Regions from separate parts of the Ovis aries genome. Here region 2 is linked to region 1. Evidence: chromatin contacts called from public Hi-C data. All regions are on one chromosome and are shown on one strand. The core of a region is the stretch at or near the end of the contact, and the rest is flanking DNA. Distances in the headings are between cores, read along the strand shown. Region 1 holds the start of SYNGR1 (synaptogyrin 1). Region 2 holds the start of LOC121819231 (mitochondrial ribosome and complex I assembly factor AltMIEF1).

Region 1 (6,651 bases), core at 2,404-4,903:
CTGCCGGATCAGAGCCAGACTGGGCACCTCTGACGGGGAGACAGAGGCACAGTGGGGGCCACGGCTGGCGCCAGACCTCCTGTTCCTCCAGCCAACACAGAGGAGCAGCTCTGGGCTCTACCTGCTCTACTGAACTTCACCTTGCCCTGGTCAGGAAGGGTCCAAGCTGGAATCCACCAGAGGACTCATCAGCTCCCTCCCTACCTTAACCCTCAGGGTCAGTTTCTCAATCACTGTGGTGAGCAATCACCCTCACATGTTGGGGGAAGGAGCGAGCTAGGGGGTTGGAAGGTGAACAGGGGTGGAGAGGAGCTGAAAAAGCCTCAGTCATGAGATCAGGGGGTCCTGTGGGCCTGGGGGCTAGGGTTCTAGGGTAGGTCCAAGTTTGGTGACTCTCTGAAGCTTACATGCTTTGGGGGCCCACTTTCAAATAAATAACAGAAATAACAAAGATCTTTTACAGATTTTTACACAATCAAGAGCCCATGTGCTCTCAATGCTAGGGCCCCTCCAGGGCTGCAAGAAGGGTCTGGGGAGCACAGGAATCCTGGACAGAGTGACCGGCCATCTTGTCTGTCTGGGACAGGGCTGCTCCCAGGATATGGGACTTCCTGTGTAGAAGGCAGGAAAGTTCTGGCAAACCAGGGAAAATCGGTGATGGATGCTCAGACTCCACTAGCTCAAAGGTGAAGCTTAAGACCTGCCAGACTCTGTGGGGAGCAGAAGGAACCCGAGGGCAAAGGACAGGTCGGCACATGTGTCCACGACATGACCCCAGCATGTTAAAATGTCTCAGGACACCATGTGTTTTTGAGAAAGACTGGAAGGAGACAGAGGCCCTTCTTATGAGGTGGGATCACATGGGCTTTTTCTTCCTTTTTTTTGTGGTAAGATACATACAACATTGGAATAGAAAATGGCAACTCCAATAACCTTGCCTGGAAAACCCTTTGGACAGAGAAGCCATGCTAGGCTGCAGTCCATGGGGTCACGAAGAGTCGGGCACCACTGAGCACACACACACATAACGTAAAATTTACCACCTTAACCATTTTTAAGTGTACAGATCAGTGGTGCTAAGTATGTATATATCATTGTACAATCATCACAAGTGACTTGTGTTCTCTGTTTATTGGCAGGTATTACTTCTAATGACTAGGAAAAAAAACCTATGTACATTTTTAAAAGTGTCAATCAGCCTGTATCAGACACCTCTGCTCATGTAAAGGTAGTGAGCAGGGCTGGGAGGCTGTGGGGGCCTTTGGGGTATTGGATGGGGGCTGTGGACCCAGATGACCCTTATCCTTCCCCAATCTGAGATCTCAGGATTCCAAATGCTTCCTGATCCAGGGAAAGCACTGTGCTTTGGAGACAGGAAGGTTTGAGTTCAAATCCTCTTCGTTTGCCACCACGATGCTCAGTAACCCTGGGCCTCTCTGAACCTCAGATGCCTCAAGTGCGTCTCCAGGGGAAATAGGTGAGCAATCGTGAGTGCAGTCCTGCACACAATAGGTGCGTAGTGACTTTTTCTGTCTTCGGCTTGGAAGGTCCTCCCTGTGCATGGATGTGCACGCCTGTCAACCCTCCTCATTCTTCCAGGCCCAATTTGACATCACCTTCTCCAGGAAGCTTCTCTGATTCCTCCCCGAGCGCTCCCAGCCTCTCTGCCTGGGGGTGCCTGGCTCACTCCCCGGCAGGACCGGAGGCTCCCTGGCACTAAAGGGATGTGTCTGAGTCATGCCACCTTCCCTCTGGGCCTAGCCGACTCAATAAAGCTTCGCTAAATGAAGCCATCACCAGCAGAAGTGACCCAGGCAGACAAAACGCCCACACCCCCTCACAAAGCCGGTGACTTCACCCTCCCAGGCCAGCGGCCCAGAGGCCAGGTGAGGGAAGCAGAGCACAGAGCCGGCCCACCTGGTCAGGCAGGTGTCCCCCAGAGCTGCACTGTTGCCGAGGATTTGCCAGGGTCTCTGCGGAGCTGGAGACGACACGGATGAATGAACCTGGCACCACAAACCTTCCAAGATGTACCCCTGGGGTGCCTGGCCGTGGGCCATCACCGGGCTTCCCTGCCCCCAGAGAGCTCCCCATCTGGGGGGCACTTGAGAAGCCTGGAGTGTAAATGTTGCCACGATGCTTCCTGAGGCACCAGAGGCAGGTTTGAACGTTTTAAGACAAAGCAAAGGTAAATAGCTCCCTTTTCCTCTGGGAGGCCAGAGATAAACACCCAACGGTCCCACCCATCACACGCTAATGTGGCCCTGAAAATCCAGGAAGTGAGGGAGCTTGAGCATGCCTTGGCCTCAGCGGGCTTCAGGTGCACCCCCTGGGGTGGCTGGTAGGGCCCCTGCCCAGTGTCCCCAGTGCGGGCACTTCTAACATAGGCCCACAGGCAGGGGCCCCAGGCCTGCAGAGGCAAGACCCTCTAGTGAGTGGGCCTGGGCAACCCGAGGGAGCCCCAGATACCCCTTTCCAGAGAGGGGCAGGCCTCCCTTCCCTGGGGGTGCCTCCCAGGCCATGTGAACCCTTCGCCGTGTGCTGGTTCTGTCCCATCCTCTCCTCAACCCCAGCTTTGAACAGGGACCCCCCCACTCAGCTCTCTGCACTGGGGTATTCTGCCCTCACCAGGCTGGAGGTCAAGTTCGGGCCTCTCTGCCCTTCTCTGTGGGCAGGGGTCCTTTCTCCGGCTCCCACGCCCCACTGCTGGGGCATCCAGGTGTGTTCAGGGCTTGTCCCCAGCCCAAGGAGGTCTCAAGGAGGCTCCTCCCATCTGGCCACAAATAGGGAAACTGAGGCAAGCCAGAGGAGGTGACGCTGCCCATCTCAGAATTTAACTACTTGTTTCCCAGGAACATTTCTCCAGTGGCTTCCAGCCCAAGGTCACGCTGCGGGAAAGGCAGTTCCCAGTGGAAGCCAGGAATCCGGCTCCCGCCGCGTCGCTCCACACTGTCCAGGTTAAGCCACAAAAGCCCGGTTTCCTGCCCTCTCCTCCTTGAACGTCCATGGCAAGCGCGCGTGCACCCCCACGAGACGATCCACGCCCTGATTCACCCCCCCACTCTCAAAAACAAGGCCACCTGGTGATTCACCGACACACACCCCCCCTCAAAAAAAAAAAAAAAGCCACCTGAAACCAGGGTTTGGTCCCCACGGTCGCCAGTCCGCCCAAGCGGCCGCACGCAGCCCGAGCCGTGAGGTGGCTGGTCGCGGCCTGGAGGTCACCGCGACGCGGGGGAGAGCAAGTAGTAGGGTCACCGGGAAGCCAGGGGTGGGGGAGCAGGAAAGCCTCCGCGAGCGCTGGGCACCCCTGTCCGGGGGCTCGGGAAGGAAAGAGGGGCGGGCGTCAGAACCCCGGGCGGACGGCTCCCCACCAGCGGCCGCGCCCGGGTCCCCCGGTGCCCCGGGGGTAGTTGGCGTCCGTCCCGGCGCTCGGCCCTTGCCCGCACCTCCCACCCCGGCTCCCCACCCCGAGTCCGGCCGGGCCACCCGGCCGTCCTTACCCAGGAAACGACGCGCAGGATGGTGTGAGGCTGCCGGACCAGGGTGTAGGGGTCGAAGGCGCCCCCGGCTTTGCCAGCTCCGTACGCACCCCCTTCCATCGTGGCTGCACCCGCGCGGTGCCCCCCGTTCGGCGCGCGCCGCCGGCCCGTGCGCGTGCGCGGCGCCCCCGCCCCCTCCCCGGCTCGCGCCACCCGCGTGGTCGAGGGCTCCCGCGAGGGGGCGCTGTGCGCGGAGGGAGCCGGGCGGGCGCGGGTTCTGCGGTCCGGGCGGAGGGCGCGCTCGTCGCCGGCTTGGTGACCTCTTTGCTAAGTAGAGGGGGCGGGGGGACGAGGAGGGGGTGTGTGTGTGCAGCAAATGCAGGGCTTGTCGCCGCCCCCCAGGACCGGGCCGCCCTGCGACCATCACTGCCCCCTCCGAGCCTACGCGGCTCTGGGATGAAACCACCTTCCTTACTTGTTTGCTGGTTTCCTGGCGATCTGTCTTGCCCCCAATATAATGAGCGAGGAGGGACCGCCTTTGTCCTCTTTATGGGGTGCTTGGGACACAGGAGGTGCCGCAGGAAGACTTTTCGAATGAATGAACCGTGAATGAATAACCTTTCTCTCGAGAGCCTTCTGAAGCACAGCTCCCCACCCCCTGCCCAACCTCCTAGCCTTCCACCTTGCTTTTACGCTCACTGCTCAAATCCTATGTGTCCTCCACTCCCAGCCTGGAGGGGTCAGCGATACTTGGCTCAGAAACAAAGGCGGAAGAAGGACAATAAATTCTTTGGGAGAGGTCCTGCCTACCCCCACCCTACCAGCAGGCTTCCCAGGTAGCTCAGTGGTAAATTATCTGCCTGGCATTTCAGGAGATGATGGTTCAATCCTTGGGCCAGGAAGATCCTCTAGAGGAGGAAAGGTAACTCGCGCCAGTATTCTTTCGGGGGAAATTCCATGGACGCAGGAGCCTGGCGGTCTACAGCCCATGGGGTTGCAAAGTGTGGGACAGAACTGGGCATGCAGGAATGCCAGCCCACCATCATACTGTGCTTCCAGTAATTAGTATTATTTGTTCATCGTCTTCCTCTGCTAGTGTGTGGATTTTGTCTACTTTGTTCACTGCTGTAACCAAGGGCCTGGCACACAGTTCAGTCACTCAGTCCTGTCTGACTCTTTGCGACCCCATGGACTGCAGCACACCAGGCCTCCCTGTCCATCACCAACTCCTAGAGCCTGTTCAAACTCTTGTCCATCGCATAGGTGATGCCATCCAGCCATCTCATCCTCTGTCGTCCCCTTCTCCTCCTGCCCTCAATCTTTCCCAGCATCAGGGTCTTTACCAAGGAGTCAGTTCTTCGCATCAGGTGGCCAAATATTGGAGTTTCAGCTTCAGCATCAGTCCTTCCAATGAACATTCAGGACTGATTTCCTTTAGGATGGACTGGTTGGATCTCCTTGCAGTCCAAAGGACTCTCAAGAGGCTTCTCCAACACCACAGTTCAAAAGCATCAATTCTTCAGTGGTCAGCTTTCTTTATAGTCCAACTCTCATATTCATACATGACCACTGGAAAAACCATAGTTTTGACTAGATGGACCTTTGTTGGCAAAGTAATGTCTCTGCTTTTTAATATGCTGTCTAGGTTGGTCATAGCTTTTTTTCCAAGGAGCAAGCATCTTTTAACCTCATGGCTGCAGTCACCATCTGCAGTGATTTTGAAGCCCAAGAAATTAAGGTCTGTCACTGTTTCCATTGTTTCCCCATCTATTTGCCATGAAGTGATGGGACCGGATGCCATGATCTTCGTTTTCTGAATGTTGAGCTTTAAGCCAACTTTTTCACTCTCCTCTCTCACTATCAAGAGACTCTTTGGTTGTTCTTCGCTTTCTGCCATAAGGGTGGTATCATCTGCGTATCTGAGGTTATTGATATTTCTCCTGGCAATCTTGAGTTCAGCTTGTGCTTCCTCCAGCCTGGCATTTTGCATGATGTACTGTGCATATAAGTTAAATAAGCAGGGTGACAATATACAGCCTTGACGTACTCCTTTCCTGATTTGGAACCAGTCTGTTGTTCCATGTCCAGTTCTAACTCTTACTTCTTGACCTGCATACAGATTTCTCAGGAGTCAGGTAAGGTGGTCTAGTATTCCCATCTCTTTAAGAATTTTCCACAGTCTGTTGTGACAGTAGGTGCTCAGTAAACAGACCCTAGTCCCCATCACCCTGTCACTGCTTGGCCTAGAGCTCCAGGTATCATGGAAACAGAGGCTGGATGGAAGACTGTTCACTGCAGTGAGGATGATGGCTTCCAAGTCTGGCTCTCAGGATGACTCGTAGTCCCCAGGGCCTCCGTGTCCCCACTGGTTCCAGGAGGTGGTTGGATAAAGGTATCTATCTGCAGGGGCCTTTGTTGCCCCGGTGATGACAGAATATCTTGAATTCTGTGATGACAGGACACCAGATCTGTGCAGAGGAAATGTGCTGGGTGTGAGGGCACCTCTTATAAACATTCCATACACAAATATCCACCTTAGACTCTGTTTATTGATTCTTATGTTAACTCTGCAGCAGGCCGAGAGCTAAGGGCTTTGCTTATGTTATCTCATTTGATACAGCAATTGTATTCTATGGTTGTATGAAACTTCTAAGAGAAAACAAATTTTTTTGTGACTTTGGGTTAGTCGAAGAGTTCTTAGATGTATTACCTAATGCATGATCCATAAAAGAAAACAATCGATGGGTTAGATGTCATCAAAATTCAGAACACTCATCAAAAGACCTTGTTCAAAGAATGACTGAAAAGGCAAACCACAGTCTGGGAGAAAATATTTGCAAAGCATATTTATGACAAAGCATTTGTGTCCTAAATATATAAAGGACTTTAAAAAGTCAATCGTAAGAAAACAATCCTTTAAAAAAAAATGGGCAAAAGATTTTAACAGACGCACTTCACCAAAGATATGCAGATGGCAAATAAGTACACGAAAAGATGCTCAACATCATTAGTCATTAGGGAAATGCAAATTAAAACCAGAATGAGATACTGTAATTTCACACACCTATTGAAATAGCTAACATTTTTAAAATTTGACAATTTTGAGTGCTAATGAGGATTTAGAACAACTGGAACATTTGTACATTGCTGGTGGAAATACAAAATAGTG
Region 2 (6,584 bases), core at 3,197-5,696, 150 kb before region 1:
ATCCTTCATTCTCTCTCTTCCTGCTGCACCAGCCCCCTCTTGGTAAAGTCCCCTGCTGCCCACATTGCACCTACATGCAGCCACCCCACCACCTCAGTCCCTCCACTCATCTGCTCAGATTCACCCCCTATGGGGCCTCTCACCGATTTATTCTGCATGCTGCCACTGCCCTGACCCCTCATCCACACCACTCCCCGGCTGACAAAGCTGTGGTGCCCACCACCCCACTCTCAGATATCACAACTTCCTCAACAGGAGATCTGATGTCCTTCCAGACCTGGCTCAGTCTCAACGCCAGTCACCTGCCTTACAGATACGCAATTCGAGCTACTCCAGACTCAAGTTTCCAGACTACAAAATGTGTTTTTCACCTCCTCACTTGCTCATTCTTGCCCATCTACCCGATGAGCTGCTACTTTTTGTTTGAGGCAGACCTCCAATGTCTTTTCTATAGCTACCTGTGATTCCTCGCCCTAACCCCGCTCTCCAGGTAGTTTTGGCCCCTTCCCCGTCTGTAAGCTCTTGACCCACCTCTAATCCAGAGCTACCTCCTGCAGATCGCCACATCGTTCATCCCCACCTCAGCGCCTACCATGATGCCAGGGCGGGCCCTCTGGGAAAGTTGCTGAATTAAGTACAGTCATCAGGTTACAGTGGAACATGCTGGTCACACTGGCATGACAGGAAACAGAGCTCACACACCACTGGCCAAGAACCAGTGAAGCACTCTGTGTGCATTTTCTTATTAACTCCTGCAATAAGCTGAAGAGGTGGGTACTATTTCAGTGGTGGTGCTCAGTCGTGTCCCCTTTGCGACCCTACTGTAGCCCGCCAAGCTCCTCTATCCATGGAATTTTCCAGGCAAGAGTACTGGAGTGGGATGCTATTTCATCTACAAAAGAGGAAATGGAGGCCTAGACAGATTGAGTGATTTGCCCTAAATCCCACAGTTGTTAGCAGCAGTGGCACGAAGGCAGTCCTCTGAGGGCTGGACACTATGCTTGCTTTAGAGACTTTTGAAACAGAGTATAGTTATATTTACAGCTTCCCAGTGGCTTAGTTGGTAAAGAATCTGCCTGCAGTGCAGGAGACCTGGGTTCAATCCCTAGGTTGGGAAAATCCCCAGAGAAAGAAATGGCAACCCACTCCAGTATTCTTGCCTGGAGAATTCTATGAACAGAGGAGCCACAGTGGGCTACAGTCCATGGGGTCACAAAGAGTAGGACTGGATTCAGTGACTAAACCACATCGTTATGTTTGGAAGAACGTGATCTAACCCTCAAGAGAACTGAATCCACTGAAGAATGAGCCAGATGGAACAAGACCTAAGTTTTAACCAGTAACTTTTCTAGCATTTTCATACATTTAATGTTGTATGAAGAAAAATGATCTCCTAGTAGGACTTGAAACTAAGGGCCTTTTTAACTGGGAGCATTTTATAAGGGACCATTCTGTTATGTTGATATTTCCTTCAGTATGCCTAAAGAGCTTTGGCCACTAAAAAGAAAGATTCTCCCTTTCCTGGTCCCCTGTATCAGAAAAAATGAAACCTAGAACAGAGGCCTACCTACCTGAGGCTTCTTAATGCATCTGTGAGGTGGAGGTGGGAGAGAGGCAGGTGTGTCTCTGGAAGGCACCTGTGTCCTCTTTCCCTTGGAATTAGGATGGGAGGGGAAAGGAGAGGACACTAAATGATCCCTCCTAGCTTGCTGTGGAGGAAGACCAGGCCCTTTTCCAGCTGCTTCTCCCGGGCCTCGGGATCCTCCAGTTTCTGGTTTTTCCGGAACTCACGGCGGATGGAGGCAAGGTAGAAGTCTCGATCAGTGTAGCGAAGCTGTCGGCCTTGGCGAAGCAGAGCCCGGTAGAGACTCAGCACCGCCTCTCGGCTCCATGAGGCCATGAGGGACTGACAGGGGCTGGGCGTCAAGCTATACACAGGAGGGAAGAAAGAGAAGCCTAGAGTCAGAATTAATGATAGAAGGGAACTACACTGTTGTTCTCGTTCAGTTGCTCAGTTGTGTCCGACTCTTTGTGACCCTTTGGACTATAGCCCGCCAGGCTCCTCAGTCCATGGGATTCTCCAGGCAAGAATACTGCAGTGGGTTGCCATTTCCTTCTCCAAGGGGATCTTCCCCACCCAGGGATCGAACCCACATTTCCTGCATTGACAGGTGGATTCTTTACCGCTGAGTCACCAGGAAAGCCCAGAAGGACCTATGAAAGTGAAATGTGAAAGTGTTAGCTGCTCAGTCGTGTCTGATTCTGCAAACCCATGGACTGTAGCCTGCCAGGCTCCTCTGTCCCTGGGGTTCTCCAGGCAAGAATACTGGAGTGGGTAACCATTCCCTTCTCCAGGGGATCTTCTTGACCCAGGGATTGAACCCAGGTCTCTCTTGTTGCAGGCATTCTTTACCGTCTGATTCACCAGTAATTCTGTAGTTCTTAATCCAGGTCTCAGAGACCCCCTCAAGGTCACACTGTGACTTAGTGGCAGGGCCGGGACTAGATCCCAGCCTACAGACTCCTGCTCCTGGGAAACTACCAGTTATGCTGAAAGGTCAGGGACTGGAAGCTGGACTACCTGCGCCTGAATTTTGGCTCTGCCACTTACGTGCCATATGATTTTGGGCAAAGTACATAACCTCTTTGAGCATCAGTTTCCTCGCTTGTAAAATAGAAATAATGCTATCTACATTTATATACCGCTATGTACTTTTATGCTAATAGTACTTACCCCACAGGATTATTTTGAAACTTGCCTGAGATATCGCATGTAAAGTGAAAGAAAGTGAAAATATTAGTTGCTCAGTCATGTCCATCTCTTTGTGATCCCATGGACTGGAGCCCACCAGGCTCCTCTGGAGCCTAGCTTCTCTAGGCAACTGCAGGGGGTTGCCATTTCTTCCTCCAGCAGATCTTCCCGACCCAAGGGTTGAACCCCGGTCTCCTGCACTGCAGGCAGATTCTTTACCATCTGAGCCACCAGGGAAGAAGCACACATAATGTAACTTCACCACAAGGGGCCTCAGTCATACTTGAATCCTAGCACCAACACTTAGTAAGCTGATTACCCTGGGCAAGTTTCTTAACCTCTCTGGGCTTACCTTAGTTCCTCATTTGTAAAATGAGGATTAAAACTGTATTTTCCATATGGTTAGTATGAGGATTAAAAGTGGTTAGAATAGCACTCAGCATATGCCAAGCCATATCGTGGCAGCTATGATTAATGCTACCTCCCCTTGTGTGTAAGTGCTCAATAAGTATCAGATTTAGTTACACATAAACCACCATCATCTGCCTTCAGTAACAATAAACCCTTACAGAACCAAGGAGTGTTATCATTTGTAAAGTGCTTTGTCATCCATTATCACATTTAAACTGAGGAACTTATGAAGTGGACAGGGTTCATAACAACAATGGTTAATGTTTATTGATTGTTTACTGTTATAGCACACACTGGCCAAGCAGGTCCCACGTGACATCTCATTCCATCAACAATTCTAGTGTCACCAGTATCTCCATTTTAAGCAGAGGAAACTGATGCTCCCAGAGAGAAGTAACTCACCAACAAGCAGGGCTGTAAAGGGGGGTGCACTTCCGACCCCGACTCTGCCTGCCTGTGGAATGAAAACTACCGTTTGCTGGGATCTGCCCATGCATACAGCACTTCTAAGGTGCTGTACAAACTTTCCCAGTTCAGCGCCTGGCACATACCCAGGGCTCAAAAAATAAACTTAACAAAGGACGCTCACAATGTCCCTGTGTGGAAAAAATGATCACCCCTCTTTCTGAAATAAATATATGAGACTGAATGGGAAAGGTATCTGACTGGTAAAACGGTCTGGACTTTGGGCCCAAAGTCAGCTACCGTCAGCCTCCGGCCTTGCGAGCCTGCTGCGCGAGCGTGAGCAAGCCACCGTCCTCGTCCCTTTACCCTCAACTGCAGAAGAGCGCCCCTCGGCGCCAAGTCTCCCTGAGTGGGACAGATGAATCCAGAAATCAACAGAAAAGTGTTTTACGAAGTAGAAGGCGACTGGCATGCAAGAGCTGTTACAAGGTCGACCGGCGAATGGGCGGGTGGGCCCTGGAGGGTCCCCAGGTCCTCCCCCTACCTGGGGGGATCGCACCGAACCGGGGTAGAGAGACCCTGAGGCTGGGGCAGGCCGGCTCTGGGGCACCGGGAGAGCTCCGGAGGTTGGGGAGAGGCCCCGGAGCGGCCTCCAGGGGAAAATCCAGGGCAGGCTGGGGAGAGACCCCCGGTGGCCAGGCCGATAGTGTGGGCCCCGGCCGGGCTAGGGACCCAAACAGCGACCCTGAAAAGAGGGCGTGGCGAACCCCCAACCCCGGCCTTCACTCCTCCCCGCGCTCACCTGAGGACCGCGCGCACTCCCTCTACTCGAGATTCGCCTCTCGCCCGGTACCTCTTCTAGGGTCACCCACCAACATGGCCCCTTTACTTCCGGGCCACGACCTTGCGCCCGGACCTGAGAGGAGGAACCGAAGGGAGCCGGGAGGCAGACGGTGGCTGGAGGACTTCCGGTCTCCCCTGCCTAGGCCTCTCTCAGGGTGGGGCCAGGAGCCGCATCGGGCCCCGCCCCCTCTCGGGGCCCCGCCCCACAGTCCTGAGTCCCGCCTCTATGCGTGACGTCACCCAAGGGTGGGCCTGGCCAGGCCATTTGGTCCCCGCCCAGAGGGCCCGGTGGGGGAGAGGGGGAAAGCGTTGTGTGGGCTGGATCAGCCGCTGTGCGGGCTGGTCCCCCAACCTCCTGTCAGCCCTGTAACCTGTCATGCCCCAGCGCTGTTTGCTGATCTCGGGCTGGAGCCGTGGAGGGTCCCTGGGGAGGTTTAGCACTAACGATGTTCCCTATCGTGGCTTTTAAAGGTCTTCCAGATTGCTCATTTTTTATCCTTCCGTGCTGTTACCGCTGTTAAAGACCTACCATCCAAGGTCCTCCTCAAACATCCCCTCTAGAAGTCTCCAGCTCATTCCGCGCCCCTATCCAACACACCTAGGTGTCTCCTTTGAGTCCCACAGAACTGTTTGCACATCCCAGTTAGGGCTTCACTCCTTCAAGGAAATGTGTTGTTTGGGGTGTTTTTTTTTTTTTGGAGGGGGGGGGCTAATCCGGGTCTTAGTTGGGGCGCTCAGGATATTTGTTGCTGAATGCCAATTCTTAGTTGTGACTTGTAGGATCTAATTCCCTGACCAGGAATGGAACCTGGGCCCCCTGCATTGGGAGTGCAGAATCTTAGCCGCTGGACCACCAGGGAAGTCCACAAACATGTTTACTGGCTCCTGTTATTTGCTAGGCACTGCTTTTTAATTTCTCCATTACTTTTAGTCTCTCATCAGATTTGAGGGCAAGAGCCATGTCCTTATGGAATCTGTCAGCCCTCTTTCCCCTTTTTCCCAGCTCAGCATCTCAGAAGGGGAGGGGAAGAGGTAGGCTTTGGAATCAGGCCCAACCTGCTCCAAATTCAGCTCTACTTTAAAGAGAGCAGCCTGCCCTCTGGCAACTTTCCTAACCCCTCTCAGCCCCTCTCAGCCTTTGTGAGGATTAAAAGGCATCTAGCAGGAAGGTGTCCAAGGTCAGGGGCACCGGCCGAGACGAGCTAACCCACGTCCAGGTCAGGGGCGGCAGCCAAGAGGAGCAAGGCCACGTCCAAGGAGCGGCGGCTGCGCGGGCGCAAGAGGGCTGAGAGGAGCTACTCCACATTCAAGGTCAGGAGGGGCGACTTCGTCCAAGGTAAGGAGCTGCAGCTGTGCCTTGCTGGAGCAGCCGTGAAGAGATACCCCACATCCAAGGTAAGAGAAACCCAAGTAAGATGGTAGGTGTTGGGAGAGGGCATCAGAGGGCAGACACACTGAAACCATAATCACAGAAAACTAGCCAATCTGATCACACGGACCACAGCCTTGTCTTAACTCAGTGAAACTAAGCCATGCCGTGAGGGGCCACTCAAGACGGATGGGTCATGGTGGAGAGGTCTGACAGAATGTGGTCCACTGGAGAAGGGAATGGCAAACCACTTCAGTATTCTTGCCTTGAGAACCCCATGAACAGTATGAAAAGGCAGAAATGATAGGATACTGAAAGAGGAACTCCCCAGGTCGGTGGGTGCCCAATATGCTACTGGAGATCAGTGGAGAAATAACTCCAGAAAGAATGAAGGGATGGGGCCAAAGCAAAACCAACACCCAGTTGTGGATATGACTGGTGATAGAAGCAAGGTCCGATGCTGTAAAGAGCAATACTGCATAGAAACCTGGAATGTTAGGTTCATGAATCAAGGCTAATTAGAAGTGGTCAAACAGGACAGGGCAAGAGTGAACGTAGACATTCTAGGAATCAGTAAACTAAAACGGACTGGAATGGTGAATTTAACTCAGATGACCATTATATCTACTACTGCGGGCAGGAATCCCTCAGAAGAAATGGAGTAGCCATCATGGTCAACAAATGCAGTACTTGGATGCAATCTCAAAAACAACAGAATGATCTCTGTTCATTTCCAAGGCAAACCATTCAATATCACGGTAACCCAAGCCTATGCCCCAACCAGTAACACTGAAGAAGCTGAAG

Evidence for each region. Hi-C and Micro-C count contacts between places; a contact is called where the count stands out from the background.
Region 2: a Hi-C map of liver shows a contact between it and region 1, with 5 times the contacts expected there. The contact joins the promoter of LOC121819231 here to the promoter of SYNGR1 in region 1. A contact is called at or near these places in 3 of 16 Hi-C or Micro-C datasets (liver, muscle and tail adipose tissue).

Annotation. Positions count from the first base shown.
Region 1 is chr3:216,596,861-216,603,511 of ARS-UI_Ramb_v3.0, reverse strand. It overlaps SYNGR1 (synaptogyrin 1), which reads right to left and starts at 3,653. Exons shown (of 4, transcript XM_042247754.1): 1 at 3,504-3,653. The coding sequence starts at 3,602.
Region 2 is chr3:216,748,958-216,755,541 of ARS-UI_Ramb_v3.0, reverse strand. LOC121819231 (mitochondrial ribosome and complex I assembly factor AltMIEF1) reads right to left here and starts at 4,446. Exons shown (of 2, transcript XM_042247761.2): 1 at 4,371-4,446; 2 at 1-1,928. The coding sequence starts at 1,900. The coding sequence ends at 1,688. It overlaps TRNAG-CCC (transfer RNA glycine (anticodon CCC)), which reads right to left and starts at 5,271; the gene lies at 5,199-5,271. It also overlaps a transcript of ATF4 not described here.